7 separate regions of the Mus musculus genome follow, and regions 2, 3, 4, 5, 6 and 7 are each linked to region 1. The links are chromatin contacts, called in public HiChIP or PLAC-seq, capture Hi-C and promoter capture Hi-C maps. All regions are on one chromosome and are shown on one strand. Each heading gives the region's core, a stretch centred on a gene start, on an enhancer-like site or on the middle of the called end of the contact. The rest is flanking DNA. Distances are from core to core; before and after follow the strand shown.

Region 1 (4,186 bases), core at 1,285-3,784:
AACTTTTATAGAACAAAACTATATTTTAAAAATGGACGAGGGTGACACTGCCTGTTTACCACAGTTGTGGTCCCCCCCCCCTTCCAGGGAGCTTCCGTCCACCTCGGCTCTAGGGTCTAGAACCGTTTAGCATGTTCTTCACCCAGGCTCCAGGGCCTGCCCTGTTTGTGTTTTCTCTAGTTCTTCCCTAGTTCTGTCAGCTTCCCAGTCACCCTCACATGGTGATCCAGCTTCTACCCCCTGCCCAACTCAGACTCCTGCTTGGGTCATCTACTGAGTGCAGGATGCAAAACCCAAGCCCTAGGTCTGGGGCTTGGAGGGCTTTCATTATCTCTGCCTCTGCTTGCCTCCCTCCTGGGAAAAGTCACCCTTGGGGTTTGGGGATAGAGAGAATGACATGCACGTGACCTTGACATTGGTACTTTTGATATGTGCATAAGAGGACCAGCTAAAGGGGTGACTCACATAGACATGGTCGGAGATGAGACATACTACGTGGGTCAGCCTTTATTGTGAGAATTAAGTACAGTTAAGAGATAAATCAGTGTTGGCAGGATTGCAGTGGGGCTAGCAGGGAGTGCTGCAAGGTGAGACAGGGAGCAGGGAGGGGGCACTGTCAGGAGTGGACTCGAGGAGGGGGCGGGGAGAGGGAAGAAAAGCCACTGAGAAGCCAGTGACTACAGCCTGGCAGGAGGCAGGCTGGACTTCTTGGAGGAGCCTGGGATGCAGGAGAGCCCTTCTCATTTGCGGGCACCCAGTGCCAGGGCAACAATAAGACCCACGACCAACAGGAACATGGCCACAGACAGCAGCACTGTGATGACCACCATCCCTCCTGTCCGGGCCATTCCTAACCCAATAGACTCCATGTTTTTTCCTGTCAGAAGAAGATGGGAGAACCTCTGTGAGTTGAAGGGGTTCCTAGGTAGCTCCTGTGGTTCACAGCTTAGCCCAGCCATCCAAGTAGCCGCCAGCATCAGTTCAACTGGTCATCCAGCCAACCAGTCAAGCAAACATAGACCCCCCTCACAGCAACACTTAGGAGCCACCAAGGAGGACATCATCCCTCTGCACAAGGAACCTCTAGTGCAGAGATGATTGAACAGGACAGGAGGTGGCCATACCAAATACTGGGGGGTTGGGGCGGGGGAGAGAGAGCGACTGAGCGCTCAGAAAACAGTTTATCTAACTTGCTCTAGGAGAAAAAAGTCGGAGCTTAGGGAAGTGTGAGAGACGGGCATTTTACTTACGAGGAAGCGTGGACATGGGAGTCTCTGGACTGGACTCGGTGGATGTCCCCTTCTGTACTCGGTAGGATATGCTTTAGAGGCAGGAGTTGAGAGAAAGCAGAGATTGTACGTATCTGGCACTCGGGAGGAGGGGTTCCAGCCTCCACCTTCTAGCTATGTGTCCCATCTGGGCCCTCCTGGGGTCCAGGTTCACATTTCCTACCCTTTAGCTGTGCCCTCTCTAACTCATGCTTCCTGGCACTTCCCCACCCTCACGGGACCTCCACTTCCCTTTTTTGCATCCCACCTCCACAGGTGTCCATCGGTACCTACTAGTATTTGGTTCCTGGTGTTAGGTTTGTCACCTGATATGCGCTGAGCCTTGTGACGGTGTAGCCAGACCCACTGTCCACCACGCTCACAAGCTCCCTGCGCCCGCGACATGGAGGCACCACAAAGTCTGACTTAACCACTGAGGGGAAATAGGAGTGAAAGGCAAGATCAGATTTCTAGCAGTCCACTCTTGTAGAACGGGCAGCTCTTGGGTATCGTTAAGAGGGGTTACGACGAGTAGAATAAATGGGTACAAGGGAGGTCTACCTTTGCTGTCGTTGGCTCTCCGGACCATCAATGTGGCATTACCTCCCGTGAGGTGACATGGGGGCAAGGCAATTAACAGGCTTTCTGTTAGCGCCGGAGACAGCAGACCAGAGAGGCTTGAGATGTTGAAGTCTGTTAGGGAGCCGAGAGGGAACTCAGGAGTTAGCCCCCTCTTAACTCAGAGCTGGCGGGGTGGGTGGGTGGTCATTGCTAAGGGTGCAGAGACAGAAGAGGAGCGTGTGGATCTGACCACCAGATGGCAGGCTTGAGCTGCAGATGGTGGGTACGCCGCGCTGTTTGGGAGCCAGACTAGACCATGGCACCCAGACTAGACCATGGCACCCAGTCAGTCCCCAGTCTCGCCCAACTCACACAAACCTTGGACACTTACCCAAATTTCTTGACTCCTGGATCTGGAAGAAGCCCAGGAATTTGTCACCTGATCCCTACCACTAGTAACTCTCAACCCCAACCAGCTAGACCAACATTCTGTCCTTGAGAGCCCTGGGGAGACAATGCTCCCTGTCTAGCGCTCTGAAACCCTCCTCGCTCCCACCAGCAATAGAGACCTGCAGTCCCCGGAGCCAGGACAGCCAGCAGAATCAGGATCAGGGGCAAGGTCTGGACAGGCAGTGTGGATGCCATACTGCGCTGGGAACTGGATCCTGGAACAGGTGCTGACAGGCTGGGGTTTCCTGGGGCCAATGAGGCCCTGCCCCAGGATAGCTGATTTTGTCTCGGAGTGGGAGGGGCTGCTGGGAATCCAGTCCAACTTGCCCCTTGGGCACTGTAGCCTCAGGGAGGGGCCCCAGACAGGTTTTTCAGGCTGGGGAGCTGGCCCTCGGGCCTAAAGGGGGATGCTCTGGCTGGGTCCTGGCAGCTTAGTTAGCTGCAGGGGAGTATGGCTCTTTCTGGAACTCCCGCGACTGAAGGACAGAGTTCCTCTGTCTGAGTGTCTGCCTCCTGGACTGTAGAGGGTGCTGTCTCCAAGGAGGTAGGCGTTTTCCTAGGAGAGCCATGAGTTCTAAAATTGCCCTGGTGTGTAGGTGTAGGAAAAGCCCCAAGGGTTGAAAGGGCTTTGGCTAGTAAGGATGGGAGAGGAGGGGGTTGGTTAGGTAGGGTGGGGATAGCAGAGCCTGAGATCCAATTCTAGTATTTAACTGAGGCCTAAGAAACTGCGACTCTGGGAGAAGCGGAGGGTATCAGTGTGAGCCTTCAGATTTCTCCAGAAGGTGGAGACAAGGGAAGTTAGTGAAGGCTTCCAGGTAAACGCAGGTCCAGTCCAGCAAGGCTAGTGGGCAGTGGAGTAGATACAAACAGACTTGGACAGCAAGCGGTTGTGCAACGGGTAGCGAGTAAAGCAGGAAAACCTTAGGAAACAAGACCAGGGGCTGGGCGATGGTGGCGAATGCCTTTAATCCCAGCACTTGGGAGGAAGGTGGATTTCTGAGTTTGAGGCCAGCCTGGTCTACAGAGTGAGTTCCAGGACAGCTAGGGCTACAAAGAGAAACCTTATGTTAAAAAAAAAAAAAAAAAAAAGCAAAAACAAAAACAAAGCAAAAAGTAGCAACAACAAAACCCTTCAAGACAAAAACAATCCTGTAACCAGGAGCAGAGGAGGTGGAGGGCTGGGGTGTGGCTCAGCGGTGGACTGTGTGCAGGTCGCTCTGGGGTTCGATGCCTGGGACAACAGTTGGGGAAGAAACACCATCAGCAGCCACAGCTCCTCTGGTTCTCTCCTGCCCCAGGCTAACTGGGAGAACTGATGGAGGTTCTCCAGCCATGGACGAGTGACGTGGCCCCACTCAGTCACCTCTCCTCTAGACGCTGGCCAGGGGGCTCTGCATGCCCTCCTGAAAGGCACTGCTTTTTATAGATGCAGAACCTGAGACTCAGGTTGTCACTGCAAAGTGGCTGCAGGGGTGTGGGTGTCTCAGCTAGGTGAACTCGATAGGACCTGAGCTCAGACCGTCAGGGTCTGCTCCAGGAACCACCCATTTTCCCCAACCCCAGAGAAAGGTCCTAGTGGAAAAGTGGGGGCCACTGAAGGGCTGATGGGGTTCTGTCCTTTCCCCCATGCTGGGTGGACTTAAAGTCTGCAATGTGTGTAGGGGGTAGAAGACAACAGAACCTGGGGGCTCCGGCTGGGAGCAGGAGGAACTCTCACCAGACGATCTCCAAATTTACTGTGCAATGGACGATCAGGAAACTGGTTCAGATGTAGCTTCTGATACAGTGGGTCTGAGGTAAAACCCGAAACTTAATTTCTTTCAAAAATTTAAAGTTGCATTTATTATTTTATATGTGTGCCCATATGTGTGCCACAGTGTCTATGTGGAGGTCAGAGGGCAAGTTGT
Region 2 (4,196 bases), core at 1,511-4,010, 470 kb after region 1:
CAGGAGAGGGAGGTGTGCACATGAAAATGATTATAAAAGTTGTTACACAAATGTATGACACCTCCAAAAAATAAAAACAAGTGCAGAAAGTGCAAGCAGTAGTTTTATAGTGGAAGACCTTGTCAGCTCAATAGATGGCATGAATACCACAGATCTCTTAATATGTCATCAGGGTGATCTGTCTCTGTGGTTCTTGCTCTTTTTTTCCTTTTCTTTTCTTTTCTTTTTTTTTTTTTTTTTCTGAGACAGGGTTTCTCTGTGTAGCCCTGGCTGTCCTGGAACTCACTCTGTAGACCAGGCTGGCCTCGAACTCGGAAATCTGCCTGCCTCTGCCTCCCCAGTGCTGGGATTAGAGGCGTGCGCCTGGCGGTTCTTGTTCTTTTTTTTGTTTTCTTTTAAAGATTGATTTATTTTCTATGAATACACATCGGATCCCATTATAGATGGCTGTGAGCCACTATGTCACTGCTGGGAATTGAACTCAGGACCTCTGGAAGAGCAGTCAGTGCTCTTAACCACTGAGCCATCTCTCCAGCCCCTGTGGTTCTTGTTCTTAAAATCCCTAATTCCAGGCTAATCATTAGAGAAACCCAAGATAACCAGTTTGGAGAACATTCTTCAAAATATCCAGGCAGACACCTCCAAGTGGCCAAATCATGAAAGTAGAGATCAGATATAAGAAAGGGGAGATTGCAGACACAAGAAACTAGTTCTAAGGTAATATCCTATATTTGTAGACTCAAAATATATGAATGGAAAAGCGGGTGAAACATAAGTAAAATTTATAGCTTAGTTAAGGGAAAAGAAAAACAAAACAAAAAAATAGACTTTCACCTTTCTGGGGGAACTATGATAATAATTACTGACTTCTTTCTCTAGCTACATGCCCTAGGGAACTGAAAGATCTAGTCAGTAGTCAGTATCAAATACTTTAACATTCACACTTAATACACCAGCCTGGGCTGGAGAGATGGCTGCTCTTCCAAAGGTCCTGAGTTCAATCCCCAGCAATCACATGGTGGCTCACAACCATCCGTAATAGGATCTGACGCCCTCTTCTGGTGTGTCTGGAGACAGCTATAGTGTACTCACATACATAAATAAATAAATCTTAAAAAAAAAAAAGCCCCAGCCTATGCTGCAGAGCACAGTCTACGTAACCTTCTGTTCCCTCAGAGCCCTCAGGTCTCAGTACTTCTGGCAGAACAAGTTATCTTACAGTTACAACAGTGGAAAGGTTTTATGTTGTTTCTTGACCAAAGTTTACCTTGATAATGTCTTTCATTTTGGATTTCATCAATAAAATCAGTTTTAAATTTCTGAATACAAGCTACCTAAAAGATGCAAAAGTCATACGGCCGGAAAAATACTCTCTACGAAATATTAAAAATAGCACCTCAAACCATCAAAGTCCAAACGTCAAAGCCTTTTGGTTGTATTGGTGTAAAAATTGTAGTACGTTGCTTCAGATCACCTAATGATTTTTTACTAAGGAAATTCTTTGGAAAACAGCTATTGGCAGCCTCAGGTTCCATAGGAAGGAATCCAGTATTTATAGACTCTGGCTGGCACTTTAAGGGTTTAAATAGCTCACTAGCTGGTGATGAAGGGGAGAAAAAAAAGAATTACTAAATATGCAAACAGGTTGGAAAGCTCAAAATTACAAGTTTTTAAAATTCCACCTCAGAGGGCTGGAGAGATGGCTCAGCGGATAAGAGCACTGGCTGCTCTTCCAGAGGTGCTGAGTTCAATTCCCAGCAACCACATGGTGACTCACAACCATCTGTAATGGGATCCAATGGCCTTCTCTGGTGTGTCTGAAAACAGCTAGTGTACTCACATAAGTAAAATAAATAAATCTTTGAAAAAAAATCCACCTTCAATTCACATTTCATAACCAAATTTGAACATTTGGAAATAGGACCTTCAACCACTTAATACAATACAGAAAAGAAGAAATTGTAAACTTAATCTCCTGCTTCAAAAATACAGTAATTTTCTACTCAGAAGAGAACTGTATCGATTGAACATACTGCTCAGGCTTATAACTACTCAGTGTTTATCTGAGAGACCGCGGTCTATCAGAATTTTCAAACAAAACAACCTCACGAATGCCAAGCCAAGGTTCTGAAGACGACTGCTGACAGGCGTCGCTTTCTGTGCTGACTGGGGAGGGGATATTCACCCCTACGTTCCAAATTCCCTTCATCGGACGCAGAATTCTCTAGGCTCTAACCAGGATGGTAAGCAAACATAACTTTCAAAGATCTCTCACCCGTCTTTAAAATTTCTGATGGCTTTCAAATACTTCGCTGAGACGCAGACCAGCTATGAGGTCTGATGTGTGACCTCTCTCTCCCCTGTTACCGACCTCCCTTCCCAACTCTCCCGGCACGGTAAGGGGGCATCACGGCGTTCGCGGCGGAGTGAGGCCGGGCAGAGTTACACGACCCACTCGCTCCCCGGCCGAGCTAGGACCCTGCAGCTTGTGAGCTCTAAGCAGCCGCGGGCAGGCCAGGCGAGGCTGCGGCCTTACAGTGGCCTCCTGGAAGCCCTCCCGACGCCCACGGCCCCTTGGTGCCGCAGCACAATCCCTCCCCTCGCGAGCCTCTCCCGGGCTGCGCTCACCGGCTACCATCGACGGTGCCTTCTCCGCGAAGTTACGGATGAACTTGGCCATGGTCTAAGGTGGAAGGTACGTCTCCCCGAACCGCCGGCTGAATGTCACCCCCGGAAGGACCCGCGGCAGGACCCCTTCCCCATTTCCAAGGTCAGGCTGCCCCTCTCTGTGCCTGTTCAAAACATATAGGTATTGATTCCCTGTTTGTGGCATCTCATTAGTCAGTTTACTTTGTTCACTCCAAGTAAAAACCTAGATATAAAAAAAAATGAGGCGCGATAACACGTGAAGAATCCTGAGATTCCTCAGGGAGCAGGCATTACTTGGGACAGCTATTCATGTTGGTCCGGAAGATCGGTGAAGTGGGGGAAATGCGCATGCGTTATTGGTTTTCTTGGCTTGATCGCCACATTAGCTTGCGGCAGTTTTATAGCTTTTCAGAAAACATGGAAAACGAGGCTGGAGGGCTTCATAAGATGCTTGTGGGCCTATACGTTCGCTTTAAAGGCATAGCAGGTCTGAGGTCAAATAGGAGCTTTAAGGGGCCACATAGGCGTTACATTATGTGACTCACCCATTCACCGACTTCTTTAATTGACTTTTTATAATTCCGTTTTCCTCCGCAGCCAGTATCAGAATTGGGATCCAATCCGGTTTTTCAAACAAGCCAGTAGGAGCTGTGCGGACAAGAGGAAGAAAGTCATGTGTGTTGAGGGTGTTGCACTGTGCCAGGCATTTTGTAATTTGGTGGAAGCATGCTTTGGGCATTATCCCCTTAGAGACCAAGATTCCTAAATAGTCATAGAAGGAGTCAGTTGCAAGATAAATACGCAAAGGAACATAAGGTTAAGCGTGGTGCTGATCTGGGAAGGCGTAGAGATTCTTGGTGTATAAGAAAATATACAAATTCCAAAGGCTGTAACTTTGACATTATGAATGAAAACAACAAAAACAAACCAGGAAACCCAAAAACTATGTAGGAAAGTAACATTTGATGAGGAGAACAAGTTCTGGAAAAGCCCAATCTTTAGAAGAAAAACTGAGGGGCTGGAGAGATGGCTCAGCATTATGAGCACTGACTGCGCTTAGGTTAGGAGTTCAAATCCCAACAACCACATGGTGGCTCACAACCATCTGTGATGAGATCTGATGCCCTCTTCTGGTGTGTCTGAAGACAGCGACAGTGTACTTACATATAATAATAAATACATCTTTTAAAACAAAACAAAAAAAAACCTGAAGTAAAATTCATGGGGTGGTTAGAAAAGTTAGAAGTGGGATCAAGGAATCAGTGAGGGAGAGACATGCTGCCTTAGACAGTGAAGTCAAATTAAAGCAGGAAAGATAACCTGAAACCCACATTATACCAGCATACAGGAGCCTGAAGATTGGAAGTTACAGGCCAGTCTGGACCGAGGTAAGACAGGCCAGCTAATTATGAGTATGAACATCTGTGACATTAACTAGAAAAGGTTTCAAACCCTTAGAAACCAGATTGCAGCAATGAAGAAATATGGAAGCAAGAGAATATAAGTCAGACAACCCAAGAGGAAGGTGGAGCTCAGGAGTCCAGGAC
Region 3 (3,808 bases), core at 154-2,653, 430 kb after region 1:
CCCCACAAACATCACCCCTCACCGGGGCCCCCTTTCTCAAGAGCTGGAGAGAAACCCTGCTCCTCTCAAGGAGAATGCTAGAAAGTAGCTCTGCTCCAAGCCTAGGGGAACACTGGACCATTTTCCCTCGAACACACCTCTGGTCCTTCCTCTAAAGGAGGGAAAGGGGTGGAGTTGGAGGTAAATCCCTGACACCAGCAGCCTAGGAAACGTAGCCCTGGAAGATGAGGAAAGAGACAACGCTGGGGAGAGCACTGTTATCTTCGCAGGAGAGATGAGAACGACAAGGTAGAGAGAAAGCTTTCCCCGAGGGGTAGGGCGGAACGAGGAGGCCTGGTGTGCAGGAGGTGGGAGTGGGCTGGTGGTAGAGGTGAGACAAGGGGGAGTGACTGGCAAGGTGAAGACCTGGCTGGGGAGGGAGGGAGGGTTGGTCAGGTTTTCAGAAGCAAGGTGCAGGAAGGGACCTGGATTTCCCAAGGGCCAGGATAAGAACCTGGCTCTGGATGAAGCCACCACCCGAGAGATGTCCAAGGGGGAAGACTGCCCTAGGAGTAACACATCTGCCCAGGGAAGGAGGCGGAGATGTGGCGGGATCAGGTCTCTGGCAGAGGGAGGGAGGAATCTGGCTCGGATGAGGTAATCTGTGAAAGGGAGGAGGGGTTCAGTCCCGGGATGGGAAACCCCCGCAAGGGGGTCTGTGCCAAGGGATTTGGGGAAGGGTCCAGGGGAAGAAGGCGGGACGGGGGCTAAAGGCCCTCAACTAGAAGGGTCTGAGCCCTCGGGTAAGGGCGCCTGGGGGTCTGCAGCCCATAACGGGGGTCCTGAGATGGGAGGGCCATTTGCCCCACGTTAGGGACCCCAGGATGTTTCCAGAATTGGGATGCTCCTCAGACCTGCATGGGGGAGGGGAGGGGTTCTTCAGAGGGTCGAGACCCCGGACCTTGGGGTTCCTCGCCCCCTTACCTCTCCGCTGCCGCCTCCCCCGCCGCTCTCCCCAAACACTGCCCGGAACCGGCGCAGGTTGGTGCCGATGGCGGCCGAGACCTGCAGCGCCGCGTCGAAGCCCGGGCCCACCCGGAGCAGGGCCGGCCCTGAGGAGGCTGAGGACGATGACGAAGACGAAGACGAGGCGGACGACGAAGAGGCTGCTGAGGCGGCGGCCGCTCCCCCTGGAACCCCAGCCCCGCTGCTTCCCGCCGCCGCCGCCGCCACCGCCGGGGGGGAGGGGGGCGCCCCGGGGCCGCCACCGCCGGCCTGGGGCCCGGGGGGAAGCAGCAAGGCCGGGACGCGTTGCCGCGGGGCGCCCCCTAGGCCCCGGCGCCCCCCGCCGCCGCCGCCCCCGGTGGTCCCGGGTCGGGCGGGGAAGCGCCACCGACAGCTGTGCGCCATGTTCGCCCCGTAAGTGAAGCAGCGAGAGGGAGAGGCGACAACACAGGGGGGCGGGGAGGCGGAGGGGGGGGAGCGGCGGGCCCCGGAACCTGCCTAACCCGCCTGGCGCCGCCCAGATGGCCGTACCCCGCGGCCCGCTATGCCGAGCGCCGGGTGGCGCCCGCCTGCCCTGCAATCTGCATATGAGCCTCTGGCCTCCGCCTCCGCCGCCCGGAGGCCGCTGCTCTATGCCGAGCCCCGGGCCCGGCTCCTCCCGCCCGGCAACCTGGATAAGTGCATGCCCCGCCCTCCGGGAGCGGCAGCGCCAGGGAAGATGAGGGGGGGAAGGAAGCCCTGGAGCCCGGAGCGGAGGCGGGTTCCGGGGAGAGGGGGGAGGGGGCGAGGGCGGCGGGAGGATGGAGGCGGAGGGAGCGGGTGGCCCGCAGCCGAGAGAGCCGAGAAGCCGATTACACACGTTCCCGGGACGCGCAGGGACTTGAGCGGCCCAGGAGAACCGCTTCCAGTGCGGCGCGGCTGCTGGGTCCCCGGAGGAGCGAGCCTTCTCCGCCGCTTTGGAGAGCGGCGGGCTTAGCCCTTATGGAACGCTTCTAGAATCCAGAAAGCTCCATTGTACTCCATGCAAAACCCAAGCGTCGCCCAATTGATTCTATGCAAAATGGCAAGGCTCTCGGCGAACGCGCCTTAAAAAAATAAAATCCAATAAAAGAGGAGCCCCTCCCATCTTCACGCTTGGAGCTCTTTCCAAAATCCACACAACCGTGTGGTCGGCCTCTGCCACCTCCTCGCTCCACTGTGCGCTGGAGGGAGGTGAGGGGCTTCTGGTTTCCGTGCCCTTCTCCGGAGTTGGGGTGTGTTTTCCCAGTCCAGGCGTTGGAGCCACAGCGTGCGCTCCGCAAACGACCTGGCGTTACAACGGAGCTGAAACTGGGTGGCTAACGGACAGGGCCTGGAGGGAAGAGGCGGGCAAAGGCGCCCCGCCCCTTCTTCCTCCGCTTCCAGCCTGCCGCTGCATGCAAAGCAGACCCTAATGTATGCACACGGAGGGAGGGGGCTCGCCAGCACATTTCTCATGATTGGGAGGGGGGGGGTTTGAAGCCCGGCGTAGGGCATTATGATACACAGGGTTAGCAAGCCGAGAGGGAGGGAAGAGGGGTAGGGCAGTGCCGGGGGTTGATGGTGGGGTGAATATCCACGGGATTTACTTTATTGCAGGAAATGGGAGACGGCGCCTCCAGCGAGGCGTTAGAAGCCTGCGGGGATGGAAAAGCCAAGGAGGGAGGGAGAGATTGCTGCCCGAAGAATTTGCCTTGGCTGAGGCTTAGGGATCGATACACTGCCTGCAGACCCGGAGCAGCCTCCATCTCCCCCAACCCCCAGCCGAGGTGGAGTTCGCAGGAAGGTCATGCAGCCGTCCAGGTCTCCCGCACCGGTACCCGGCGCTGCTCTAACCAGGACCTCCCCGGGTGGCAGATTTGGGAACGACAGGGTGGTTCATAGTAAGGCAGGTAGCAACCAGCTCCAGCCCACTGGAGGGTGTACTGCACGCCTCCAGAGGTCCACGGCCTCCTGGTGCTGAAAAATCTACGTCCTTCCTACGGAGAGACGTCTGTGCCTGAGGAGAAAATGGGGAGGGGGGGGGGGGAGCGAGGAAAGGAACAGAGAAGGGGAGGAGACATAGTCAAGCCCCAACTCCCCAAACTCGTCCGGGATCGATCATCGTTCCAACCACGCAGGATGGAGCCCAGATGGTTTGCAAAACGCACATTCACACTACGCACGCACAACCAGATTCCGTTGTTGCTTCTCGTGGCTTACTAGGCGCCGAGAGGATGGGAGCTGCGAAAGGGTATTAAACAGCAGCCCCAAGACTCTGCTTAGGACATAACACACCCCATTGTGGACGGTTTCTCTATTGCAATGTATTTTTGCGTTAGGCTCTGGGGTTTTGCTTCAGTATAGCTGCTCTGATCAGTTACAGATTGGCGACCACGTGGATTCCCTCAAGCATCCTGATTTGTTCCCTCTCTCACTCTCTCTCGTTTATTTTTCTTTTGTATTTGCCGCCCCCCTTCTTTAATATGCATAACGGCCTTCAGAGGTAGTAGGCAGGGGACTGAGTGACAGGCTTTATATAACTGTGTCAACAGGATTTCTTCCCGCCCTCCACCTTTGAGAAAACAAACCCGTTAGATTCTGCGTAACCCTCTCCCTACAAGCACACTTGATTTAGCACAGGTGGGAGGTCTGCAGGGTGGGTGGCAGCAGCAAGAATGGAGAATATTTGCAGGCTGTGAAGACATGAGCCTGGGAAGTCGGGGAGAACTCCTTGGAAAATTATCTAGTCGCTCTCTCTCAGGCTGATGCAAAGCGACCTGGTATAGATTAGAATTTGTTTTGTGGCTGGATGTTTTCGAGCAGA
Region 4 (3,932 bases), core at 1,154-3,653, 320 kb after region 1:
CTAGGTTCAATTTCCAACATCCACATGTCAGCTCACAGCTGTCTTTAACTCCTGTTCCAGGGACTCTGACAGCCTCATATAGACATACATGCAAGCAGGACACAAATATACATAAAATAAAAATAAAATTTAAAAAAGGAAGAAATATGTTCTGGTGTTCTGTTGCATAGAAAAGTTGACTATTAAGGACAAAATATAGTTTAGTATATATTTTATAAAAAAAAAAAAAACCTAGAAGGAAGAACCCTGATTTTTTTCCCCACAAAATAATGAGAACTGTTGGCAGCACACATGTGAAACAGCAGCACTTGAGAGGCAAAAGCAGGATACTATGAGTTTGAGGCCAAGTCCATATAGTGAGATGCAGGCCACAAGCATCATGAGCCCTTGTGTCAAGTAAGAAAAGGAAAAGTTGAAGGGCTGGAGAGATGGCTCAGCCGTTAAAAATACTGTCTATTCTTCCAGAAGTCCTGAGTTCAATTCCCAGCATCCACATGCTGGCTCACAACCATCTATAAGATCATACATCAAGTTGTTTGGTTTTTTTTTTTTAAAGATTTATTTATTTATTATATGTAAGTACACTGTAGCTGTCTTCAGACACACCAGAAGAGGGCGTCAGATCTTGTTACGGATGGTTGTGAGCCACCATGTGGTTGCTGGGACTTGAACACTGGACCTTTGGAAGAGCAGTCAGGTACTCTTACCCACTGAGCCATCTCACCAGCCCCAAGTTGTTTGTTTTAAAAGGTTGAGAATCTAGAAATGCTAGGACTTGAATATTTTGTAATGTACACATGTATAGAAACAACACAAAATGCCCCATAACTCTGTACAATTTTTAGGTATCGATTTTCTTTTTTAAAGAAGCACGTATGAGTCTCTCATTTTTCTTTTTCTGAGTTGGGATTGTAGGTCTGAACACTATAGGTTAGTGCCCTGCTGCATGTACATCTGCAGGCCAGAAGAGGGCATCAAATCCCTCTCATAGAGGGTTGTGAGCGACGATGTGGGTGCTGGGAATTGAACTCAGGACCTCTGCAAGAATAGACAGTGTGCTTTTCTTTTTTTTTTCTTTTTTTCTTTTATTATTTTGGGGGGTGGTGTGGCCTCCAGATAGGGTTTCTTTGTGTATAACCATGACTTTCCTGGAACTCGCTTTGTAGATGAGACTGGCCTAGAATTCAGAGATCCGTCTGCCTTTCCCTCCTCAGTGCTGGGATTAAAGGCATGTGCCACTGAAAGACCCACAACATGAGGACTCCCCCACGTTCTGACTCAGGAGAGGCGACACCCCAAAATCACCAACGAGAAAACGGTCTTGTTGCAAATTGCAAGAGGATTTTTATTCAAGAGTGCTCTCGGGCCCACGGTCATACACCACGCAGGGGTAGAGGACTGTGGCGCCCCGAGTAGCTGAGTAAGGGGGTATTTAAAGGAGAAAAACCACAACTCAAGGAGGTGGGAAGGGCGTTGTTGGAAAATACCAAAAATACCAGGTAAGAGTCACAAGGAAGTACAAAGTCACAGGTGTCACAAGGAATACCTGGTAATTGTTAACTCTCAAGACAGTTTCTAAGAGCCCCTAACAATAGCACATTTGCATTGCAGCTTCCGGTAATGGTCAGGGTGACTTTCTTTGAATGAATACTCCTTGAACTCAGGAAGTGGGTGGGTGGAGGAATGTCACTATCTGTTTTATGATTAGCATACCTTGGAGCACTGAGTTTACTACTCTTTCACCACCACGCCCAGCTGTGTTATTTTTTATTTTATTTTATTATTATTATTTTTTATCAATTTTGAAACTGGACCTCAATAGCCCAGGCTGGCCTCAAATTTACCAAGTTACTTACTGAGTCTGATCTTGAACTTCTAATCCTTCTACCTCCACCTCCAAAGCGCTAGGATAGCAGTTATGCACCAGCTTGCCTGACTCATAGTTTTCTTTAGCAAGTAAAAACACAGGACACAGATAAATCCTAATCTCAGATGAAGGAAGAGAAAGTATGCTCCTGTGACATAGGGTATCGCGAGGAAAAGGGCTATCGCGCCACAGAGATGCTATAAAAGGGCTTTTAAACATGCTTGGACTTTTCCTTGAAGAGTGTCTAAACTGTGGATTAGGCCTATCTAGGAGAGACTGTAGGCCAAATGAGCCTTGTCTTTGAGATGACAGTTTCTAGTTGGAGAAAAGAAATCCACTAGCCTGGCCTTCCACCTTTGGCCACTAGATGTCACAACCGACTCAGTTGCGGAAACCATAGATAAGCGGGCTGCTAGACCGCCTAGTGCCCGGGGCCGCTCTATCCCAGCGCCGCGTCTCTGCTTCCGCCACCACCGGCCGCAGCAGAGGGGCGGGGTGGCGGCGCAGTGGCGGGGCACGTCTCGCGATCGTTCCTTCAGACTCTCGCTTTGTTTTGATTTATTTATCTTTTTCCCTAACGACTGACAACAGGCGGCTTGTTGCACTTAGGGATCCTTGAAGTGGCTGGGCCTGAGAGTGAGACCCCAGTCCTCGGCTGGGGTTCTTTCCAAATAGAAGAAACGGATCCAGAGGGGCTACAGGTAATTGGTGCTCCCGCCAGCGTTCTTTGCTCTCTGCGCCCCACCAACTGCCCTGGATCCTTGACTCTCCGAGAACCCGGTGGGATCCTATCTTCAAAACGGGCGGAAGTAGAGGTGATGCTCTGAGGATTAGTGGATGGGGCCGAGGCTGGAATTTGCCTTCTCTCAGGACCATCCTGTCCCATCCCCATACCCTCCACCTCTGGCAGAAGCCTCAACAGCTGTGCGAAAACTGACCAAACCTGAGACGGACGGCCGGCCGCAGTCTGGCTGTGCATGCTGTGCTTCCCTGCCTGCATCTTATGTAGAGCTTTTGGGTTGCTGCTGGGAAGGGTTGGATACCGTTTTCCACTGCACTTCTCTTGGCACCCAGCCAATGCTAGCTAAATAATGCTCTTGGGTCAGGAAACTTTCCTTTGGGGGAAAGCTTGGATCGGGGTGAATGCATCTCTGCACCGAGGCTGGATGTATATCCCATGATAGGAGCTATGTAATCGTATTTCCTTTTGCTTAGACCAAAATTGTTGAGAACCAGACATACGATGAGCGTCTAGAGATTAACGACTCGGAAGAGGTTGCCAGTATTAGCACTCCAACCCCAGGACAGCAAGGTAAGAGAAGATGAGAGACAAAAAAAAGGGAGGTGATTTTCAAACAAGTGGCGCAGATAGGATTCAGGTTGTATTCAGCAAGCTCTTAGCAAGTGTTGACCTCCTGCTTTAACTTGGCGCTGATTTTGCTTTCTCACTAGTTGAGGGAGAAACCAGTCCATCAGATTTTGGGATCTTTGAGTGCAAACTTATCCCCTGTCATTTTTAACTCGCTGTTACTGCTAGTAGATTCTGGCACAGGTTCGCTGTGTTTTGGGTTTTTTTAATTTTTTAATTTAATTTAATTTAAATTTAATTTAATTTAATTTTTAAATTACTATTTTAGAAATGTTTATGTGTATGTATGTTATTTGCTTGCATGTTTTTCTGTGAACCACCTGCCTGCCTGGTGCCCTCAGAGACCAGAAGAGGATGTTGTCAGATCTCCTTGAACTGGAGTTACACATGGTAATGAGCTGCTCTAGTGTGGGTGCTGGGAACTGAACCCTGGGTCCTCTGGAAGATCAGCCAGTGCTCTCAATCGTTGAGCCATCTCTCCAGCCTGGCTCACTGTGCTTTTGTTTCTAACAATTCATTAAGATGCTTCATCACTTGCCCTTAACTTGCCATCCCAGCTTTAATCGAAACAGAGTTTTATCAGAAGACTTGATGCCATTCATTTATTCACCTAACCTTTTTTTCTTTCTTTCTTTCTTTTTTTTTTTTTGTTTTTTTTGTTTTTTTGAGACAGGGTTCCTCTGCATAGCCCTGGCT
Region 5 (3,638 bases), core at 178-2,677, 340 kb after region 1:
ATAAAAATAAAAAGAGTAGAGAGCCAGACAAAGGTCTAAATTTGCATCCTGGACCTACTTCTTAATTGTTGGGCAATTAAATCTCAAAATGTTGGGCAGCTGCTTAACTTGTGCCTCAATTTCTCATTTGTAAAATAGGGATGAAAATAGAAATTCTCTCATATCGTGTTTATGAATGTCCTGTTAAAGCTAAATGTGTCATGCGTATGAGTAATCTCAGCACTCTAGAGGCCGAGGCAGGGGATTGGCAAGTTTGAGTCCAGCCTAGGCAATGTAGTAAGACTGTCTCAGGGATACTTACATTGCACATTGAGGATGACAGAGGCATTGGCTGGCCGGCCACTCCCTGGGTCCTGCAGGGAGCAGTTAAGCTCATGTTGGGAGCGCTGGGCAGTAACAGTGAAAGTGCTGGTTCCTCCAGAGAAGGCGTCCCCACCCACACTCAGCAGTCGGGAGGTGGTGGCCTCCTGTAGCTGTCCATCCAGGTACCAGGCTAATCGGGGAGTGGCAGAACCTCCTGCAACCCGACAGGTGAAGGCATGGTGCTCATTCTCCCTAAGCGCTCTCTCAGCCCAGGTCTGACCATCAATTTGCGGCGCCAGCTCCCCTTGACCTGGAACACAGCAGGCAGCCGCTGGGAGGCACTTGGAGAGACCACAGTGAGGTTCAGTTACAGAGAGGCAGCAGGCCAAGAGACAGGGCAGCTGGTTTCTCTGACCAGGATCTGCATAGACTTATGGTAGGGAAGTAGGGATAGGGGAACCCAGCCCTGGAGACTGGAGTGGGTATCGTGAGAGGAGATGCAAGCAAGGAGGGTTTGGCCAAAGGATGAACTGGGGTATACCTGAACTTAAGAGGGCAGGAAGGAGCAGCAGTGTGTGCCGGAGGGTAGCTTGGCTTAGAGGCAATTCCATGGTGATCAGGGACCGGCCTCCAGGCTGCTGAGAGAAGAGTACCAGCCATGTAGGCCTAACAATTCCTGCAATAATTTACCATGCACTGATGTAGACTGGCCCACAGTGGCCAAGACACCGGCACAAATAGACACAATCAGCAAGACCCAAAGGAAGAGACCCTATGGCAACACTTCGTCTCTGTGCGGGCATAGAGGCCAGCACTGACAGTAGATGACCACAGACAGACAGACAGACAGACAGACATGCACAGGCGCCCTTCCCCTTCCCCCCCAAACGATCGTCCTTCTCTTGACCCGGTTCACTCCTCGCTGGCCTTGGCTCTCCCTCCCATATCTCGCCATGCACCGCTTTTCCAATCTCGGCTGCTCAGGTGGACTTGGGCCTAGCAAGAGAGCGTCGCGGATCCGAGGGTCGCTGGAGCATCCTGCTTTCGGGTCAGCTCACCTGGCTCCCTCCCAGAGTGAGCCCCAGCAATTGCTCAAGAAGGCTGAGCACCGCAGTCCGCTGCAAGGGCGGGGCCCGCGCCAGGCAGGACCAATCGCTGCCCGAGCAAGGGCAGGTGGCCGTTCCAGCCCCGCCCTGTCCCGCCTCCTCCCTACCCCCGCCAAGGCCTCCACCGTGAGGCTGGTTAGTAAGCAGGCGGACACAGAGCAGACGCAGTCCGAGAGTCCCGGAAGTTTTATTGGGTCCTGGTTGGGTCAGGGTCCCCCTCTCCATCATTCGGCCGGCCACGCTCAGCGCCCGTTGCTGGGCGCGCGCAGCTGCCCCATCATGTCGGCCAGCATGCGGTTGCACAGCGCGGCGTACGGGTTGAGCAGCACTAGCTGGCGCCGTGCGAACGGGCTGCCCAGTCGCGCAGCCTTCTCGAAGTCCCTGCGGGCGTCGTCGTCCCGGCCCTGAAATCTCGCCAGTAGCCCGCTCTGCACGAAGCTCTGGCGGGCGGCGCGACCCCGGCCGCCGCTCAATGTCACCGCGCGCTCCAAGTCCTCCAGGGCGCCTGCGGGCGGACAGGGAGAGGGCGGCGCAGGTCAGCCGGGTGTGGGCAACCGAGCCCCCGCCCACCTGCCGAGCAGAGCAGCCCATCCCCTCCTTCGTGCAGCAGACTTTTGAACCACGAGGGATTATTTCTAACCCGAGATGAAGGGTTGCTACAATTGGCTTGTGGGCCGCCCACGGGCAGAGCTGAGATCAAAGTCCAAGGCTCTCCTTGGCCTTGTTCCTGGTATGTCCTAACATTAATGCACCCAAACGTGAATGTTTTCTAGAGGATCTGGCCACTGTGTTAGTGAATCCATCAATTATCAAATAGTCGTAGTTCACACAAGTGGAGCCTAGCACCTACTGTGTGTTTGGTGGCCCACTTTGAACCCTAGAGTTCAAGAAATCTCATTAGCTAACAGAACTGTTTCCTCTTTTCCAATGCAGACTACGAAAGCGGCACGTTCCCCATTTTTCTCCTTCATTATCTCCACGGTCTTCATTACTCTGTATCTTATTTCATTGGAAGAAGGTCGTGGAGCCAGAGCTGGCTGCACTGTTTTATTTTCGTGATTCTCAGAGGAACGTACTTGGATTGAGTTTCAGAACTCATCCCGGAACCTCAGGCAGCCAGCTTAGGGTTTCTGTTAGGTCCACGGGCTGCTTTCTTTGGACCCTGCCTCTATTCATAGTCTCCAGTTTCCTAAAGAGGCTGCCAGGGCCCTTGCATTGCTCAGCACCATCGTGGAGAAAGGCTGAGTTTCCCTCAGAGGTCCAGGTTGGGACTGCAGACTGAGCAGCTCTGGGACCAGCTCAGTTTCCCTCTTCACAGCTAGTCTGCAGGAATCCAAGCCTCTACAAGTGGAGTTACCTCTGCATCTCCAGGCTTTCCATCTGTAGGTTGTCAACAACAACCTATGGCAGACAAGCCTCCTGTCATTAGGATGAGGTCCAAATTCTCCAGTTTAGGTTCTAGGAACACCCCACCAGCTAGTCTTACCTATGGCCTGGTCTCCAACTCCTAGTCCTATTCCCTCTATCCTATGATCCCCATTCCAGCTACAGAAACTGAATACACCAGGTTTGATCCAGATACCTTCCCTGCCCAGGCCAAATCCCTGAGTGACAACCACCTTCTCATCTGACACTTGTAGTTTGTCACTCCTGGATCTCGGTCCACCTCCGCAGGGCTCAGCTTTCCACCCATCCCTGGGGCCCGCTCCACCCTGGAGAGTGCAAGCTTCCCAGACGGATGGATGCATTCTCTCTAGGCCCCTGGCGTCTGAATTGACACATTGCTCATCTTTCAGAACTTGCCCTTCAGGAACAGGTCCCCATGCCGCTTCCTCTCAGATTTGCCTGCTGTTACCTAATGATGAGCCCCCTGGAGAGTAGTCTCATGGTTTTTAGAGCCCTGCCACCTGGGTTCCTATTCTAGCTCAGCCACTTCTTGGCTGGAGGATGACGAGGAAGCTACTCAACCTCTGTATTCTTCCTTTTCTTCGACTTTATGATGAAATGACAATACATACCCTCTGGGGTGGGGGGTCATAAGGATTGTTACTACAACCTTGTGGTGTGCATAATGCCTAGTTCCCAGTAACTGCTAGACAAACATTTTATCCTCATGCCCTGCTCTTCAAGCCTACTGCTGCCTAGAAGGCTTTTATTAAGTCCATGAGCAGAATGCAGCCTCTTGATTCTCATATAGTCTCATGAAGCTAGCAGAACCCATACTGTCTT
Region 6 (4,088 bases), core at 31-2,530, 360 kb after region 1:
TCTCAGTGTGTACCACACAACCTGCAGCTCTTAGCACTTGTCAAGAATGATCGTGGTTCTTCAACAAGGCAAGCTTTTCCTGAGCACAGGAGGAACCGCAGCAGGGCCTGATGGAAGGCTGACCTAACAAGCCACTCACCTTCAATACTTTCCGCACAGATCTGAAAGCCATCATCACTTGAAATTTCAAAAACGAGTCCTTTCTTGGGCTTCCTCTCAGTAATGCTTTCTTTCCTCTTTTGTTCTTGCTGGAGCCAGAGCATCAGAGGAGAGCTGAAACCACTCTCTTCTTCTTCCATTGCTTTAGGTTCTACAATGGAAAAAAGGTTTTGCTAAAGCCAGTGTGCACCAAGTGCTATGTGCAGAATGATCTACACCAGCAGTTCTCAACCTGTGGGTCCCAAAGGACCCTTTCACAGGGCTCTCAAGACCACTGCAAAAACACAGATATGTGCATTACTATTCACAACAGTAGCAAAACTACCGCTATGACCACAGCCATGAAGGTCACAACACTAGGAAGGTTGGGAAAGACTTGCTCTACAAGCACCACCTCCATTTGTAAGAACATGCTGTATCCAGTGCTATCCCAATTCACCAGTAAGACCACTGAGGCTCAAGAACTTGCCCTGGGTACTAAAATGGTGTGTGTGTGTCTCTGTGTGTGTGCGCGCGCGTGCACTGGTGCATTTAATAGACTTCGTTTTTGTAGCAGAGCTTCTGGTATGACAATGTGGTCATTTTTCCATACATAACTACTCCTAATAGGAGCCAAACCAAAGCAAACACAAATCCCCTTCCCTATGTGTGAAGCTTGATTATGCCTCAGATACTCTTCTAGAACTTCACCCACAGTATCTCATGGAATCCTAACAACTACTAAGGTAGGTGTTATTATTGACTCTTTTTGCGATAATGGCTCAGCCCGTAGCCAGCATGGCTTGCTGTGAAGGCTATGCTGCCTGTCTCTGCTTCCCAAGTACTGCAGCTATACCAAGCCCAGCTGGACTCCCTTTTAAAGGTAAGAGAACCGAGCCAGGTATGGTGATGCCTGCCTGTAACCCTACTATTCTGAGGCCGAGGGAGGATGGTCACTGCTAGCCTGGGCTACCCTAAAGTTCTAGGTCAACGAGGACAAGACAGTGAGACCTCATTCAAAGCAATGAGTGAGTGAATAAATACGTGAACAAAACATGGGGAAACTGAAGCAGGCCAAGTAAAAGCCATGTTTACCCACACAGCAAAGTAAACATGAGGTTTGAACCTAACTGATTCTGGAGACTACTCAGCTACCATGCCTGCCTGCAATGAGGCCTTGGGCTTGAGGAACTGGCCAGGCAGCAGGGTACAGTAACAGCCCAAATCCCAAGCCTAAGCCTTTCTCTTCTGGGAAGTCATGTTTGAAGATCATTTATTTAGTCAATCTGTTTGCTTTCCTAAGACAAGAGCTCATTCTGAGGTCAAGGTTGGCTTGGACTTTACTATGTAGTATAGCCCAGGTTGGCTTCAAACTCGTGCCAACCTTCTTGCCTCTGTCTCCTGAGCCACGTGCTCAGGTTCTGTGGGTACTATACTAATTGTAAAGTGGCCAAACTACACCAGGCCACACATGCAGAGCTGTGGGTGCATGTGGGTCTAGAATCAAATCCCAAACACCTAAGAGAGTGCTACGGTTTCCAGAAGGGAATTTACCCCGAGGTGCCATCAGATATAAGAAACACCTCCAAAGACAACTAAATGTTATCACCAGCTACCTAAAATGTCACAGTCCTTAAATTTAGTTTAGCAAGAAGATCTGACCTTGACAATGACACACACACAACTGAAGACCGCTGGGACCCTATGACTGCACATCACAGCTCAGCTCTTGAGACTGAGTCTGCTTTTCTCCCATCTAGACTATCAGGAGTTAATGCAGGCGATTCTCTGTGGTTTAGGCTGTGGTGTAGCACAGTATGCCCTCGAGCCTACTATGTCATGTAGCACAGGCTGCCCTCAAGCCACTATGCAACTCAGTCTCACCTTGAACTCGCAATTCTGTCTTAGCTTTCCAAGTGCTGGGGTTACAAGTGTGCACCGCCATGCTCAGCGCACATGATTTTTACATAGTTCTTCTGGCTTTAGAGTTCTCTACTATAACCTATTAATCAACCACATACCTGCATTTTCTTGCTCATTGGCTGGATTCTGTGTTGCCTGGACCTCTGGAAGAGCAGCCACTGGTCTGAATGAAAATACAACCAGACGTGAGAGGCAAGGCCAGCTGTTTTTCAACTCGAAGATAAAAACAACTGTTCATAATCTGCCATATACCCCATCAGTTATTTAAAACAACTACCAAGAACATAAGCATAAAGCACTTTAAAGTTTGTTATTTATTATTGGGGTGTATGTATGCCCAGGTGTTGAACAGTTCCTTCCACTGTGAGATTCAGGAATCAGCGGATTTTTAAATGTTTAGTGTGTGTAGGTGTCCTGTGACTGTGTGGGTGCCCACAGCAGCTGGGGATGCACTAGATCCGAGCACGGATCGTTAGATCTGTTAGCTGGAGATGTAACTAGATTGATCCTGTTAGAACTGGAAGCATCCTAATTACTTTGCCATTTCTCCAGCCTTAAGACCATCCTTTATGAAATTTCTTCCCAAATGTTGGCAAAAAGTAGCTGATTGCGTCTGTGGACTCTATCGCTGAAATTCTCCTCCTGATCTTACAGTAGAAAAACTACAAAGCCACTTCTCAGTGCTATACAATTTAAGTTAGGTGGCTTAACTGAGAACACAGCTCAGCTGCACCAGCCAGTATACCCTCTATTTTCACTTTTTCCAGTTTAATAACTCCCGAAACAGTCCAAGTACATACTACTAATATGTATGAAGCCAACTACGTAATGTAGATCATACAACAGCACTAGAAGCAGCAAAGAGACACTTGGAACACAGCATGCATGCATGTCAGCCCAGGGAGTTATATAAACCAATTAAGTGCAAAAACAAAAACAGTGAGTATGCAAGCATCCATGTAATATAAAAGTACGTTCACGTTTACAAAGAGTACACATAGAAATATCTGCAGAATAAAATCAAACTATGGGGCTGGAGAGATGGCTCAGTGGCTAAGAGGTTAGCCTGCCTAAGCTTCCCCAGTTCTGGGATTCAAAACATCCATACCATGTGATGCCTGTCAAGAACATGCTTGACAACAAACCCAATGCAAGTAGGCTTCAGGAGGAAGCCTATCTACACGTGGTAACCAGTCATCTGCAGCTCACCCTGCCGGCTGCCCACACTCCTTCTGCGATGGCTGCTCCACTCCAGCTGCATCCTGCTGCTCCCTGTTCGCTCTAGGAGTCCTACAAGAAAGAACTGGATCTTTTCAAGCCACTATCAGCAAAGACACATTGGACAGATAAAGTTCAAAAGCCTGCAACAGTAACTATGGTCACAGAAGCTAGTAAGGGGCACAGGGAAAGGGAAGCGTCCTCTATGCTTTATATATGGTATACTTCCAATGAGCTGTTAAAACAGAGAGGGCTCCATGACACTCCACAGTAGGAGCCCTCGTCCCTCTGACAGGACTATCATCCCCTCACCCACTTCTACCCCCTGAACCACAGCAGAGCAGAAGCAGGTCCAAGGATGAGCACTGTGTCTGACATCAAAGCGAAGGGCAATCAGTGCTGCAGTTCCCGTCAAACTGTGCACTAAGCTAGTCTTAGCACCGCCGATCACGACCGAAAGCCTAAGTGACAAGAATTCTCGAGCACCACGAGAGCACCTTGCGAGCCACTGCGTGACACCCAGAGCACACAAGCCCACAGCTGCAGAATTAAGCTGCACATCACTTACCGTGTCACTGAGGGCTGGGGTGCGGGGTCGGTGTCTCGGTGTGGAATGTGTGCTTCAGAACTGGTCCGCAAATGGGAAACTTTGTGCTTCTTGCCGCTCCCCTTGTCTAGGGGCAGCTGAATCCGTTTGGCTTTTGGTTTTGGTTTAGTGGGACCTGGCACTGAGGAACTTCCTGACTGCTGTCCAGAGGATGGGGAGCTCCCTGGAGAGGCGGAGCTGGCTGGCTTAGCTGAGGGTAAAG
Region 7 (4,005 bases), core at 566-3,065, 510 kb after region 1:
ATCCATAAAAAAATAGATTCTTTAATAGGAAAGAAAGAAAGTGAGAGAGGGGAAGAAACAAAGAGATTAAGAGAGAGAGGAAGAGAAGGAAGGTAGGGAGAGAGAGAGAGAGAGAAAGAAAGAGAAATGGCTCAGTGGTTAAGAGTACTTGCTGTTCTTTTAGAGGACCACAGTTTAGTTTCTAGCACCCATGTCGGGCAGCTTACAACTTTCTGTAACTACAGCTCTTGGGGATCCAATACCCTTTACTTTTGTGGGCAGCTGCACACATATGGCATGCATATATACAGAAACACATATGGAGACATAAGCAAAACTAAAAAAATTATCTTTAAAAAGAAACAGTAATAGTAATAATAAACCCAAATTCCTTGTTTTCAGTTGCCACACAGAAACACATCCACTTTCTTGATAGCTTTTGGGATGGCACAACTACCAGCCCCCCCAAGGCTTTTGGATTTGATTCATTTTTAGTAAGTAACTTCACTTTACATACCTGCTGCAAAAGTCTACATCTCTAGGAAGTGTCAACCATTGGACCCATACAATTCTCTCATTTTCTCCTGACTCAAGCTTCTACTTATATAGAGTGCTGCTAATCCTTTAAGGCCACTACTGGCTCCTGAGAGCATACAGATATTTTAAGATCATGTCCAATCCAGTTTTAAAGTAGAACTATTGGTAACACTGAAAAACAGATTGCTATAGCCAAGTTCTATGGCTAAGGTGGGGTTGGGTGTAGCTCTGTTCTAGAGCACTTAGTATGCACCAGGGCTTAGTTTATAACCCCAGCAACTCCCTACCCCAAGCCCAAATTACACTGTATTAAATTGTACTCCATAAAGTCTCTATTTTGGAATTTAAAAATGTTCCCAAAGTAACATGTCTACCTGGAAATACCTTCAGTGTTACATTAGGTGTCGTAACAAAAATCCTTGCAATACGTTTATCTGCAAGCTAGGATCTCATCAAGTGAAGCACATACACGTCCGAAAACAAAAAAAGAACACAACACAACAAACAAAACCGTCTCTAACAAACCCTGGCATTTCATCTTGGGCCCCATTTTATGTCTCTGGGACCAAAAAAGTCAATGACATTGAGACTTAACCCATTCTTGCTCTAGGAGACAAAAAAGAATCCTAAAAGGAACAATACTAAACACAAAACGTCTGACTCTATGGTCAATCTGAGAAATGTTTTCTCGACCAAGAAAAACTCGAGCAGAATCCAAAGAGCTACAGCTGGGAAGCCGTCACTCGCTTTAAAAGTCAACCTCTTGCTACACGCACCCTACTGGTTTGATTGCTATGAGTCGAGCTTCATTTTGTCTCCTTGGCATCTGGCACTGTCGTTCACTCTTCGTATTTTATCCTTTGGGGTTCAGTAACATTCATAGGCAGCAGGGAGACCCACCCACCCTGCGCAGGTCCTAGATAAAATAAGTCAAAAGACAGCCACAGCCCACACTCGGGCCTTTCCTAGCAGGGACTTGGCAAAGAAGAAGGGAATGTGCAGAGCCACCGGACGCCGGAGCACCGTAAGGGTTTCCAGATTAGACAGGGTCGAAGTTCAAGACGGACCCGGGTCAGGCAAGCAGTTGAGAACAGCAGGCATGCAGGGGCCTTGACTGGCAATTGCTTAGGAGAAAACCGGGTCGCAGCCTCAACACTCTCGTCCTCTTATACCTTGCCTCTTACCGGAGCCTGAAAGGGCAGGGACGACGACACCTCACAGCTACAGCGACCAAAAGGTTCTTACTTCCGACTCAGCAAGGCAACCGGAGCTGACATCATCGCTGAGCGCCGAGCCTGTTGGGTCTTTACCCCGCGCCGGAAGTAGGGCGGTGTCGGGCTTCGCTAATGACAGAGAAAACACCGAGGAGGCGCATGCGCACGTTTGCTGGCAGCTAGCGAGGGTGGGGGGCGGGCCGGAAGTGGCTTTGGGATTGGGCTAGGCAGCAGGGCGGGGCGGGGCAGGGTTGGCTATGACTGCGTGCTTTGAAGTTTTGTGGAATATGAAGCTAGACCTTGGAAATCCATCTCTTGAGGGCAGATACACTATTGTGGTGTCGGGCTCTGCACAGACTGTGACTTTTTGCTTTTTACGCTCCCTTCTGTCCTATGGCTTTTTGGAGCCGTTTCACTCGTTGTGGCTTAGAAGCAGTAACAATACCAACAAGGACAATGTATAAGACGTTTTGAGCAGGTATTAGGTGCCAGGCAGCGCGCTATTTTGGGTTGGTCTTAGATTTATCTATACAATGCTAACAGTATACAGCCTACAAGTCTGGTTAATTTTTAGTTTTTAATTTTGAAAAATATTTATGAGCATTGATTGGTGTTTTGCCTGTATGTATGTCTGTGTGAGGGTGTCAGATTCCCTGGATATGGAGTTACAGACAGTTGTGAGCTGCAATGTGGGTGCTAGGAATTGAATCTGGGTCGTCTGAGCCATTTCTCCAGCCTTGGTTCTTAGTTTTAGTAAGGAAAATGAAAATTAAAACTGTAGTGAGTGGGACACCGTGGGGCATGCTGTAATTCTAGCACTTGGTACATAGAGACAGGAGAATTGAGCATCCGAAGTCATCCTCTGCTATTCAGTGAGTTTGGACTAACCTAGGGTTACTTCAAACCAACCATCCAACCAACCAAAACCCTACCCTATTCTGAGATACCCCTTAAAAAAAATTATATTGGCACAGCTCAATACCTCAGCAAGAGATTGGTAGCATACATGCATAGGAGTACCAGGCACTTCTTTGCTGTACTTGATAGTGTATATCTATATAACTGCTATGAAGTGAGATTTAGTTTAATAAAATTACATGTTCAGATATTTTTCAATGATATCTTTTATTCTTATTTGTTACTAATACTTTACATATATTCTAAGTGACATTTATTGTTAAAGCTAGACCAAATCCCTAACAATGACCTACAAATAATGAGACAGGAGACAATCTTGTCTTAGACATGACCTCCCAAATGCAACAAAATCTATAAAATGGAATTTATCAAAAAGACTTTTGCATTTCAAAAGTCACCATTAAGAAAGTGAGGTTGGGGCAAAGATTAATATTATGTGTTGTGTAAAAAGCCATTGCTCTGAGCTGAAGAGATGACTCAGCGGTTAAGAGCACCGCCTTACTTTCCAAAGGAGGCAGGGTTCAGATTTCAGCATGCACCTAGCAGCTAGAATCACTAACTCCACTCTCAGGGATACAATGCCCTCTTCTGGCCTCCATTGGCTCTGCATGCCCATTGTGCAAAGATAGACCAACAGCCCTAACACCCATATACACAAAATAAAAATAATACAAAATAAATGTTAATGTGGCTATATTGAAGTAGTGACAAATATTGTTGAAAATTCAAGATTCATAAAAACAAAAAGCTGTCATGTCAGTAGGGATGTAAAACGATGCTGTTAGTTTAGAAAAGAATTTGGCTGTTTCTTTAAGAGCTAAAAGTGAATTTGCCATATGATCTTCATTCCTAGGTCTTTACTCCAGAGAAATGAAATTATAGTTGCATAAAGAGCCTTGCACGCTGGGCTGTGGTGGTGTAAGCCTTTAATTCCAGCCCTTGGAGACAGGGCAGATGGATCTCTGTGAGTTTGGGGCCAGCCTCATATACAGAGAGAGTTCCAGGACAGCTAGGGCTACACAGAGAAACTGAGTCTTGAAAAAACCAAAATAAAAACAAAATAGAACATTTCAAAAGAATCCTCATTGCAGCAGTGCTTATAATAGCCGAGAAGTGAAACCATCATGTGTCCTTTGACTGGGGAATGGACAAGCAGTGGACTGCCCATGAAATGGCTTTTCAGCAAGAAGAAACAAAATACACATATACTTGGAGTTCAAGGCTAGATAGATAGCAGGACCTGTGGGAAGCCACATATGCCATTACAAGGTGACGCTGGCTACCACTGGCCACCACGCATACGGTTGGGTAAACAACCAATGTGTACATATGCAATAACGTTTTTTGCCAAGACACT

Evidence for each region. Promoter capture Hi-C pulls out the DNA fragments that hold promoters and counts their contacts. HiChIP or PLAC-seq counts read pairs in DNA pulled down with a chosen protein or histone mark. Capture Hi-C pulls out chosen DNA fragments and counts their contacts.
Region 2: a contact with region 1 is called in a promoter capture Hi-C map of pancreatic islet. The contact joins the promoter of Atp5l here to the promoter of Upk2 in region 1. A contact is called at or near these places in 4 of 39 promoter capture datasets (the C10 cell line, embryonic stem cells, liver and 1 more), 1 of 115 datasets of contacts at active chromatin or transcription factors (bone marrow-derived macrophages) and 1 of 9 other capture datasets (pancreatic islet).
Region 3: a contact with region 1 is called in an H3K27ac HiChIP or PLAC-seq map of large pre-B cells, with 3 times the contacts expected there. The contact joins the promoter of Kmt2a here to the promoter of Upk2 in region 1. A contact is called at or near these places in 6 of 39 promoter capture datasets (the C10 cell line, the HPC-7 cell line, cranial neural crest and 3 more) and 1 of 115 datasets of contacts at active chromatin or transcription factors (large pre-B cells).
Region 4: a contact with region 1 is called in an H3K4me3 HiChIP or PLAC-seq map of bone marrow-derived macrophages, with 2.5 times the contacts expected there. The contact joins the promoter of Ift46 here to the promoter of Upk2 in region 1. A contact is called at or near these places in 5 of 39 promoter capture datasets (the HPC-7 cell line, cranial neural crest, embryonic stem cells and 2 more), 2 of 15 datasets of contacts at CTCF or cohesin (embryonic stem cells and large pre-B cells), 2 of 484 Hi-C or Micro-C datasets (bone marrow-derived macrophages and nephron progenitors), 12 of 115 datasets of contacts at active chromatin or transcription factors (the SCID.adh cell line, astrocytes, bone marrow-derived macrophages and 9 more) and 3 of 9 other capture datasets (adipose tissue, liver and macrophages).
Region 5: a contact with region 1 is called in a capture Hi-C map of embryonic stem cells, with 3 times the contacts expected there. The contact joins the promoter of Tmem25 here to the promoter of Upk2 in region 1. A contact is called at or near these places in 12 of 39 promoter capture datasets (the C10 cell line, the HPC-7 cell line, the SN4741 cell line and 8 more), 1 of 15 datasets of contacts at CTCF or cohesin (large pre-B cells), 1 of 484 Hi-C or Micro-C datasets (uterus), 1 of 115 datasets of contacts at active chromatin or transcription factors (embryonic stem cells) and 3 of 9 other capture datasets (adipose tissue, embryonic stem cells and liver).
Region 6: a promoter capture Hi-C map of liver shows a contact between it and region 1, with 4 times the contacts expected there. The contact joins the enhancer-like site here to the promoter of Upk2 in region 1. A contact is called at or near these places in 9 of 39 promoter capture datasets (the 3T3-L1 cell line, the C10 cell line, the SN4741 cell line and 4 more), 1 of 15 datasets of contacts at CTCF or cohesin (large pre-B cells), 2 of 484 Hi-C or Micro-C datasets (gonadal supporting cells and uterus) and 2 of 9 other capture datasets (embryonic stem cells and liver).
Region 7: a promoter capture Hi-C map of stem cell-derived epiblast-like cells shows a contact between it and region 1, with 3 times the contacts expected there. The contact joins the promoter of Ube4a here to the promoter of Upk2 in region 1. A contact is called at or near these places in 8 of 39 promoter capture datasets (the 3T3-L1 cell line, 3T3-L1-derived adipocytes, cranial neural crest and 4 more), 2 of 484 Hi-C or Micro-C datasets (the G1E-ER4 cell line and cardiomyocytes) and 1 of 115 datasets of contacts at active chromatin or transcription factors (embryonic stem cells).

What each region holds. Positions count from the first base shown.
Region 1 is chr9:44,452,233-44,456,418 of GRCm38.p6, forward strand. Upk2 (uroplakin 2) reads right to left here and starts at 2,535. Exons shown (of 5, transcript NM_009476.2): 1 at 2,399-2,535; 2 at 1,830-1,961; 3 at 1,563-1,701; 4 at 1,251-1,321; 5 at 483-877. The coding sequence starts at 2,474. The coding sequence ends at 741.
Region 2 is chr9:44,917,982-44,922,177 of GRCm38.p6, forward strand. It overlaps Atp5l (ATP synthase, H+ transporting, mitochondrial F0 complex, subunit G), which reads right to left and starts at 2,761. Exons shown (of 3, transcript NM_013795.5): 1 at 2,629-2,761. The coding sequence starts at 2,680. Gm30934 (a long non-coding RNA gene) reads left to right here and starts at 2,746. Exons shown (of 2, transcript XR_379340.4): 1 at 2,746-3,136; 2 at 3,247-4,196.
Region 3 is chr9:44,879,886-44,883,693 of GRCm38.p6, forward strand. It overlaps Kmt2a (lysine (K)-specific methyltransferase 2A), which reads right to left and starts at 1,404. Exons shown (of 36, transcript NM_001357549.2): 1 at 964-1,404. The coding sequence starts at 1,389. It overlaps Gm39326 (a long non-coding RNA gene), which reads left to right. Exons shown (of 4, transcript XR_870694.3): 2 at 1-2,818.
Region 4 is chr9:44,770,606-44,774,537 of GRCm38.p6, forward strand. It overlaps Ift46 (intraflagellar transport 46), which reads left to right and starts at 2,404. Exons shown (of 12, transcript NM_023831.3): 1 at 2,404-2,568; 2 at 3,083-3,179.
Region 5 is chr9:44,797,820-44,801,457 of GRCm38.p6, forward strand. Tmem25 (transmembrane protein 25) reads right to left here and starts at 1,428. Exons shown (of 8, transcript NM_001357385.1): 1 at 845-1,428; 2 at 302-613. The coding sequence starts at 914. It overlaps Ttc36 (tetratricopeptide repeat domain 36), which reads right to left. Exons shown (of 3, transcript NM_138951.1): 3 at 1,581-1,914. The coding sequence ends at 1,652.
Region 6 is chr9:44,814,436-44,818,523 of GRCm38.p6, forward strand. It overlaps Kmt2a (lysine (K)-specific methyltransferase 2A), which reads right to left. Exons shown (of 36, transcript NM_001357549.2): 27 at 3,848-4,088; 28 at 3,271-3,351; 29 at 2,160-2,224; 30 at 140-310. Among named protein-coding and RNA genes, the nearest start is that of Ttc36, 14 kb to the left of the region's middle. Within about 2 kb of position 1,281, at least 5 of the 459 cell types and tissues checked have an H3K27ac peak or open chromatin away from gene starts, as enhancers often do. A contact at or near this core is called in liver, where this site is marked.
Region 7 is chr9:44,963,785-44,967,789 of GRCm38.p6, forward strand. Ube4a (ubiquitination factor E4A) reads right to left here and starts at 1,816. Exons shown (of 21, transcript NM_001346698.1): 1 at 1,701-1,816.